Regions from separate parts of the Sus scrofa genome. Here region 1 is linked to region 2. Evidence: chromatin contacts called from public HiChIP or PLAC-seq data. All regions are on one chromosome and are shown on one strand. The core of a region is the stretch at or near the end of the contact, and the rest is flanking DNA. Distances in the headings are between cores, read along the strand shown. Region 1 overlaps VCL (vinculin). Region 2 overlaps LOC102160869 (atherin-like).

Evidence for each region. HiChIP or PLAC-seq counts read pairs in DNA pulled down with a chosen protein or histone mark.
Region 1: a contact with region 2 is called in an H3K27ac HiChIP or PLAC-seq map of skeletal muscle. The contact joins two enhancer-like sites. A contact is called at or near these places in 11 of 47 Hi-C or Micro-C datasets (alveolar macrophages, blood, embryonic fibroblasts and 7 more) and 2 of 2 datasets of contacts at active chromatin or transcription factors (alveolar macrophages and skeletal muscle).

The regions. Positions count from the first base shown.
Region 1 is chr14:76,796,662-76,801,134 of Sscrofa11.1, forward strand. It overlaps VCL (vinculin), which reads left to right. Exons shown (of 21, transcript NM_213934.1): 16 at 711-1,013; 17 at 2,486-2,610; 18 at 4,105-4,290. Among named protein-coding and RNA genes, the nearest start is that of AP3M1, 37 kb to the right of the region's middle. Within about 2 kb of position 2,225, at least 4 of the 83 cell types and tissues checked have an H3K27ac peak or open chromatin away from gene starts, as enhancers often do. A contact at or near this core is called in skeletal muscle, where this site is marked.
Region 2 is chr14:76,651,938-76,656,568 of Sscrofa11.1, forward strand. It overlaps LOC102160869 (atherin-like), which reads right to left. Exons shown (of 3, transcript XM_013983354.2): 2 at 4,598-4,631. Among named protein-coding and RNA genes, the nearest start is that of PLAU, 25 kb to the left of the region's middle. Within about 2 kb of position 1,369, at least 22 of the 83 cell types and tissues checked have an H3K27ac peak or open chromatin away from gene starts, as enhancers often do. A contact at or near this core is called in skeletal muscle, where this site is marked.

The sequences.
Region 1 (4,473 bases), core at 975-3,474, 150 kb after region 2:
TCTCAGAATTTCCTCCAACTTATCAGCTACGTAGTTTCCAAAAAGGAGAAACCAGCCACCAACCAACCTGCGTCTGTGCAGTCGAAGGGGCACCTCTGAATCTTCGTCCTCTGTGGAGGGAGGGATGCGAGAGGAAGGGGAGAGGGATGTAGGCACTTTGGCTTCCCTGTACAACCTGCAGGGACAGGGGGCCGTAGCAGCCAGAGATGAAAGCGGAGCTCCGGAGGTGTCTGCAGTGAGGTAACAGAAACAAGAAGCAGGCTGTTAGGGTTATTGGAATCCTCTGCATGGCTCCTTTTGGGCACTTCAAGCTGCCAACAAGCAACAGATGGCTGGGGAGTGAGAACGGGAGGGGGGAAAATGCTGTTAACAGATAATGTGGCGCTGATGTGGTGAGGGTTTCAGACGCAATCCTTGTTTCCTCCTGATCCTTTTCGGCCTGTCTGTGGTAGATACAAGAAGTCCGGTGGCCACAATTGGTATAAATGCCGTGAGTCTGTCTGGCCTCCTGGGCTATATCCTCCCTTTTAAATTTTTGTGTGTTTAGTAATCACCTGGAGGCTTTTGATTATGTTAAGAAGGGCTTTGAGCCGAAGGTGAGAATTATGGGTGTTGCACTTTTCATGTGAGAAGCTGGAGTGGACACCAGAGTTTTGGAGTTTCTGTTCTTCTAAAACAGCGCCTAAATTCCATTTCTCTTCTCTGGACAGGGTTGGTGGACGAAGCCATTGACACCAAATCTCTGTTGGATGCTTCCGAAGAAGCGATTAAAAAAGACCTGGACAAGTGTAAAGTAGCCATGGCCAACATTCAGCCTCAGATGCTGGTTGCTGGGGCAACCAGCATCGCTCGTCGGGCCAACCGCATTCTGCTGGTGGCTAAGAGGGAGGTGGAGAACTCTGAGGATCCCAAGTTCCGTGAGGCGGTGAAAGCTGCCTCTGACGAATTGAGCAAAACAATCTCCCCAATGGTGATGGATGCAAAGGCTGTGGCAGGAAACATTTCTGACCCTGGTAAGCAAAGCCTGGTGTGATTCACCTCAGCTGAGAGATTAATTCAGGGAGCCGACTGGCTGGGGAGAGGGTATGCACCCCACAGCCACTACATACAAAGTCTGGGAGCAAATACTGCAGATTCTTAGTTTGAGGATGCTATAGGTTAATTTTTTCCTGTCCAAAATATATTGGAGAGAATATTTCCTGCAATACTGGCAGGGTTATCGTTAGTTTCTCTGGTTCATCCTCTCTGCACTTTCTTAACATCGCCTGTCATTATTTTGGAAAGTTCTCAAAAGTTGCCTGATAGCCAGGTTACCAACCATTTAGTTTATGTAACTAGCATAACTTTTGCTTTTTTTTTTTGGTCTTTTTGCCTTTTCTTGAGCCACTCCTGCGGCATATGGAGGTTCCCAGGCTACGGGAATCGGAGCTGTAGCCGCCGGCCTACACCAGAGCCACAGCAACGCGGGATCCGAGCCGCGTCTGTGACCCATACCACAGCTCACGGCAATACCGGATGCTTAACCTACTGAGCAAGGCCAGGGATTGAACCCGCAACCTCATGGTTCCTAGTTGGATTCTTTAAACCACTGCGCCACAACAGGAACTCCAACTTTTGCTTTTCTTAAAATGCTTTTGCTCTGAACAACATTCTCTATTTCTGTCAAATCTGGAGGGCTTAAATTGACCTATGGGTCTCCTAGGTCATTATCTTGGTCCTACACCAAAAAATCTGGATTTCCTTTAGCTGAATTTTGATTGTGTTTTCATTACTGCTAAAGAGATTACCACTCCTTTTTTGGTTGGAAACATCTGAATTCCTTCTTGCTGTGAGCATCCAATGTTTGTAGCCTTGTCTGTGAGTAGAATCCACCCAGTGTGAGGGAGTGGGGAGGAGGGGGCCGCCCTGCTTGTCCCCAGCCCTGGCAGAATCTTTCTAGTTTTCTCAACCCACCATCACTAAGGACATGCTCAGTGTCCTCTGTGGAGTTTTTCATAGTTTGAGTCGATTCTTGAATGTTAGGTGACCGGACACAGTAGCAACAGCTCAACGTAGGGGTTAATATGCTGAATGCCAAGCCGAGCCAAGGGCAGGGAGAAAGGTGAGAAGGGCTCCAGGGAACGTGTGCACATCTGAAACGGCCAGCTCCCCTTTCTGAGTGGGGCAGGCTTCTCTCTTGGCTGCTCCAGTGTGAGAGGCAAAGAGCACCACCTGAGCCCAAAGCCTTCATGCCCAGCAATGTCCTAAGTACTTACTAGTTACGTAAACCAGGCAGCACACTGAGCACTACAGGGGACAGCTGGTCTGTGACACTTGTGACTCTTTGCTGGCCTTAGGCCCTTACCTCCTTTTCCCTTCAGTCTCTGCCTGTGCTGCTCACTGGCAGCTGCATATCCAGCTTTTGTTACTGGAAACCAGTTCTTCTGCTGGACAGTGCTCCAGGGCACGGACCTGCCCAGCTGAAAGTGACGGTGTCTGTGTTTAGGCCTGCAAAAGAGCTTCCTGGACTCAGGATACCGGATCCTGGGAGCCGTGGCCAAGGTGAGAGAAGCCTTCCAACCTCAGGAGCCTGACTTCCCGCCTCCTCCGCCAGACCTTGAACAGCTCCGCGTAAGTAAATTCAGAGAGAGAGGGGGAGAATTGAGCATCAGGGTGATGGGACTGAAGCAAGAGAGAGGTAGACTGTTCTGGAGCCTCAATCCCTAGGGGGCTTTGTTGAACTTATTCTTGAAACTTAGTCAGACGCACAACTGGTCTTTCATTCTGGAATCTAGTGGAGTCCTGACGCAGTGCTTATGCATGGGGTGTGCTGGGTTAAGTGGGGGTCTGTGGTGTTGGCCTGCTGTGATGAGAGTGACTGGCTTTGGTGAGTGTGGGTGTGATGAGTGATGAGTTAGTGAGGAGTGGGAAAATAATCTGCACAGCTTGTGGTGAGAATTTGTGTTCCCAGTTGATGGCAAAACTGAGGTGGTTAGACTCTGTGTTCTTTCCTTAGCCTGACTTTTTTCTAGTAGCAAAAGTATAGTCCTTTTTTTTAAAAAAAATTATTTTTCCCCAACCATAATTTAAAAATTTTGATGCCGCACAAAGTATCATGAATTTTTCTTTTTTTCTTCTCCCATAGGTAAATGGTTTAGGAGGAGGGAAACTGGGCAATAACTTATAGATAACAGAGTTCCCATTGTGGCTCAGTGGATTAAGAACCCTGCTAATACCCATGAGAACGTGGGTTCAATCCCTTGCCATGCTCAGTGGGTTAAAGGATCCAGTGTTGCTGTGAGCTGTGGTGTAGGTTGCAGACGAGGTTTAGGCCTGGCATTGCTGTGTCTGTGGTGTAGGCTGGTAGCTGCAGCTCAGATTCAACCTCTAACCTGGGAACTTCCATATGTGGCAAGGGCAGCCATTTAAAAAAAAAAAAAAAGTTTGTAGATACAACCTAGTTAGAAGTAGACTTCCGTAGCCTTCAATGCTTCTTTTTGTTGTTTTTGGCCACACCCACAACATGCAGAATTTCCCTGGCCAGGGTTTGAACTTGCGCCACAGATGCGCACCCAAACCGCAGAAGTGCAATGCTGGATCCTTAACCTGCTGAGCCACCAGAGAACTACCTGATGCTTTTGGATTTGATTGATTCTTGCTGGCGGGTGGTTTAGGCCAGGGGAATGGATTCTTACTGATCAATAGAGTCTTGCCATGTGAAATTAAGAACTTAGTGGTCGTTTGGTCTAGATACCCCTCATTGACAGATGAGGAACCCGAGGCCCAGGGGGGAAGTTACATGCTTAGGCAGCTGCCCTTCAACACAGTCAGGGCCAGAATTTAGACCTTCTCTGAGGATCCTTGGTACAGCAATGCTGTGCATGCCTCCCTGGAATATGTCCGAAACAGTAGCTGCTAACTTTTTGCAGATTAAAAAAAAAAAAAAAAGGAAGGAAAATATGCTTCTATTGAGATTGAAGCGGGTGGTCTTGTGCTTAGTGTGGGTGGTCTTAAATGAAGTGAATGTGGATGACTTTTCCGGAGATGTCTTTTAAAGGAAAGGAAAGAATTCTAGTGGGGAGTAGCTCCTAGGGCTTTACTTACAACCTGCTAATTCTTTCTTAGCTGACAGATGAGCTTGCTCCTCCCAAACCACCTCTGCCTGAGGGTGAGGTCCCTCCGCCCAGGCCTCCACCACCAGAGGAGAAGGATGAAGAGTTCCCTGAGCAGAAAGCCGGAGAGGTGATTAACCAGCCAATGATGATGGCTGCCAGGCAGCTCCATGATGAAGCTCGCAAATGGTCCAGTAAGGTAAGTAACGAAACTCTTCTTGTTAAGAAAGGATGAAGAACCACACGCACAGCCCAGGAGGAAGAGTCTGTTTATTTGGCAAGTCACCCTCTCTCTGCTTTGGTTCCTATTGTTGCCAATAGCACAATCCTTTTCTTTCTTGTGGTCTGGTGAGATGTTTCTGGTGCTTGTTGGTTTCTCCTC
Region 2 (4,631 bases), core at 119-2,618:
TGACTCTTGACAGATGTGTTTGTCCTAATTGGGTTTTCCAGCAGGCCTTGTCCCTGTTCCAGGCCTGCATGAGTCATCAAAGTCTTTCCTCTGTCTTCCCTCTTACAGCTTTTTATCTTCCCACAGTCTTAGCCTTGAGAGTAAGGAAAAACTCTCCCAAGGGCCTAGGATCTAAGCGTACTCAGGCAGACACGCGTTTTCCTGCATCTCAGGAAATGTAGTGGACTCTTCAAGAGCTAAATTCTTCTAAACATCCTGTATTTCCCAGAGTGTCTTTGTGGAAATTCTGTGAGATGTTAATAGATGTTAAATGGGATGAAGAGTTTTATAGTCAAATAAGTTTGGGGAAAGTTCTGTGAGCTTGGTTTCTTGTCTACAACAAGGCTTCTGAGAGCGCTTGAAATAGTATGTTCAGGATAAAGGTCCAATAAGGGCATCTCCACAGTTCACAATCCAGTACCCCAAATCCCTGGGGTAAGATGTATTTAGAATTCAGAATTTTTCAAATTTCAATAAGGCGTTGTGGTAAATATACTATTTATCACACAGCATCACTAGCAAAGTGGGACAGGCCCTGTAATCACATACTTCTGTGGCAAGACATATGGATATTCACACTAAGTGGATTAAATAAAGAATCTGAAAAATTTCACATCAATTTAGATCAGGTTCTGTCCCTGATTTATGAAAAAAACTTTTGAGGACTTTTTGAACTTCAACTTTGTAGATAAAAGATGGTGGACCTGAGAATGTTGCCCCTCAATCTTGTTTGGCCACAGAACCCCTTTCGCCAGGAGCATCTGGCAGGAAAAGCATCTGTAGTCCCCTTAGGACACTTGAGCTATTGGTCTGCAATGAAACTCTCCCAGGGGAGGGAACACACCATGGCCTGGCCAGGCACTCACATTAGCCTCATCATCTCTGGTGACAACTAGAGGAGATGGGGATTGTGACAGCTGAACCAGGAGGAAAAGTGTGAAACCAAGGACTGGCCAGAAACAATAGATCTGGTCTGGCAGTCACGGTACTTGGCCTTTAGGCCTCTGGTGGACAAAAGGGGCATGAAGAAGCGCAGCACTGAGGAGACACATGCTAGTGTTGTTTTCTTCCTAGCATTCTTCCACATTTTTTGAATGTCCTTAAAAAACTTCATGATTTCCCCCCCACCCCCGATTATTGTTTTCTACTGCAAGAAGTTGTTCTGAGTGTTGCTAAGGGAGAAAGGCAGGCTCAGGGCTGATGCTCACCCTGAGGGCAAGATGCTGGATCTCTGGGAGGATGACTTTCTGTTGTTCTGGCATCACTGTCCCAGCCCAGAGCTGAGGTGGAGCGGGTGGGGTGGGGTGCACGCATAAGGCCAGTGTCCCTTGGGTAAGGAGGAGGATGTTATATTTGTGGAAGATTTCCAGGAAGACTTCCTGCTCCGACCAAAACAACACAAAGACAGGAAAAGGATCTGGAGTCTAAGAGGAGGAATAATGGATCAGAGTAGAAACTTTGGGATGGAGCCTAGCATAGAGAAGCCTCCCTCTTGCCATCCAGCTATGTTCTTCCAGCCAACAGAGAGCATTTCTCCGTAGGATGACAGGTTGGGAGCAGGAAGAAGAGGGGGCCTAGTAACTCTAGAACTATACCCATCTTCGTCTTATCCACTCTGCACTTAGTGAAATATTTCACTGTGGCCTGGCCCATGGGGGGTGGGGGTGGAGAGTGGGTGGAGGACAAGGAGGGCTATTTGGGGAGGGCCTCACATTTACGAAGGGCCTCAAATACAGACCTTAAATGCGTGGGCTTGTATATTCATCACAGAGGTACACTCAGCCTCACTCACCAGGTTCAGCAGAAGACCTCATCCCAGACTCACAGCATTACCAAGCCATGCCGACGGGTGTGCTGAACATTATTACTGTTTTCACATAGCTTGTGAATTGTCCCTTTATGTTGCATTGTATGTGTATATGTACAGGTGTGAGAGGAGGCACAAGCTTTAATTGGCTAAGTATAAACATGTGAAATAGACCACAATTTAGTAACTATTTTTTGGCATTAAAAAAAAAATACCAGGAGTTCCCGTTGTGGCGCAGTGGTTCACGAATCCGACTAGGAACCACGAGGTTGTGGGTTCGATCCCTGCCCTTGCTCAGTGGGTTAAGGATCAGGCGTTGCCGTGAGCTGTGGTGTAGGTTGCAGACACGGCTCGGATCCCGTGTTGCTGTGGCTCTGGCGTAGGCAGGAGGCTACAGCTCCAATGTGACCCCTAGCCTGGGAACCTCCATATGCCTCAGGAGCGGCTCAAGAAATGGCAAAAAGACCAAAAAAAAAAAAAAAGTAAAATGGAAATTGTCTGGCCCCATCTTCACCTCTGAGAAGGATAAGGGGAGTTTCAAGCAAGAGGCTTAGAGCATCTCTTCCAGCTGGGTGCTTGGACTCAGCTTCTGGAGAGCAGGGTATTAGGCCAGCCCCTGGGCCCTCCTTGCACTGTTCCCACCCGCTCTGGTTCATCTGCATCACTCTAGCGGCCTCTGCTGGGCTGGAGGTGAAAGGCGACCCAAGATGAGGTGGCTCAGAACTCTGATTGGGAAGCTGGGTGGGAAGGTCTGATGGGCAGTAGGAGGACTGTGGTAACAGAAGGGGCCCAAAGAAGATAAGATCTAACTACCTCAAGGTTTTTTATGCCATGTTCTGGTTTAGGAAATTGTTCTGATAGTGGTGCCGAGGAAGGGACACAAGTCCAGGTCTGAGGGCAAGATGGCTGAGCCCTGGGAGAGAAATGTTTTGCCCCCAAAGAGCAACAGCTGGGTGGAGACTCATGATTCAGTTTCTTCTCTTCTGACTCCTGCCTCCATATGGTGACCACAAAGGGCCTGGCCTCCCTGAAAAGATCAGCCACCCTCTTTCAGGCAGCTGGTTGGGTCATGAACCCTCTGGTTCAGAGAGAGAGAGAGAGCAGGAAGGCTTGCTGAGGCCTCCTGGCCGCAGCTGTTTTCTGATCTAGCTTTTACTGAAAAATCTTGTTCTGAGGGCAAGCAGGAGCCTTACCCATCCAGTTGATGAAAATCCTTCTTCTTGCCCACATGGCATTTTCCCTGTGAGGTAGAAGGTAGCATTCAGGCCCCCAAACCCATCTTTGAACATACTGGTGACCAAGTGGGTCCCAGGGAGTATTTGAGATAAAAATAACCCATGGGAGCCCACAGCTTAGTGCAGCTGCTGTGGCTAGTGACAGAAGTTGGTATCAGGTTATTGAGAAAATAGAGCCTTTTAGGTCTGGTTAAGGTTCACTTCAAGCAGACAGAGGTTGCAGTCATCAGAAATAAAGCAGTTTACACCGCCCCAGTTTGCTTTCCCCCTTCACTCTGTTTCTCATTCAGCACTGCAGATGGAAACTTTAAACTGTAGAAAAAGCAGTTTCACACAGACTGAGAACACTTATATGTGAAGTTCAGGTCCTTAAGTTGCTAGTAGTAGCAGACACCCCTAATTCTGTCCTCTTTCTCTTGTTTGTTCATTGCCCGTGAGAGCTGTGGCAGAACTGACCCCTCAGTCCATGGGGGGGTTCAGAGGTTCCTGAAATTATGCCCCTCTTCTAGTCAAATGTCCGGGTCAGCCTGGGCTGCCTGATGGCACAGGGTCTTGTCATGGTGTGGCTTTCAAAGGACAGAGGAGATGGGTCAACCATAATATAGTGGTCGGTTTTTATCAATGTACAATAAAGAGGAAAAGCATACTTGTAGTAATTGAAAAAGCCCATTTCTGGAGCAATCTGTATCTAGGAATTGGATTTGCTCAGACTCAGGATTACTATCTGCAATGTACAGGAAACTCCCAAAGACCAAGACAATGGAAAAGAAATCCAATGGAAAAGTAATAGATCTGGAAGTCATAGAAGGGAAATCAGAACAGCTGGCAAGCATGCGAAGAGATGCTCAACCTTAGAAGCATTTTGAGCAATGCAAACTAAAACATGGTATCATTCTGTGTCAATCAGATCGGCAAAAGTTTGACAAGTCATACATCACTTACCAAGTGTTAGCAAGGATGTGGCAGAAAGGGAACCACTATTGGCAGGAGTATAAACTTGTAGAACCATTCTAGAAGCCTTTTGACTTGATTTCATGAATTTAAATATGCTTTACCCAAAGAGCCAGTGATCCCACTCTTGGGTACACTGCCCCAGAAAAACTCTCAAACAGGTCCCTAAGGGAATATAAACAAATGTATTTGTCAGAGGATTGAGTATAGAGGAAAACCTGGGTGTCATCACTGGAGAAATGGAACAGTGAAACATGTGGATGCAGGCTTGGAAGTACCGTGCAGCTGCCAGACACAATGAACCAGAGGTACTTAGAGGCACACAACAGTATTAAAAACATGTGTCATGTAAAAAAGAAACACAGTAAGGTCTATGGCACAATATATTTGGGTAGACTGAAGTCACATCTATCCACAAAAGAACACCATGTATCTTTTAGGAATGCCTATATACCCAAGAATATACATTATACACATTATAATGACTGCCCCTTATGGGATGGGGAGAAAAATTAATCGGTAGGGGAATGAATGGAAGATGAAATTAAAGAGGGCATCTACTTACCAATGATGAAATAATGCACCATGAACTGAAGAGG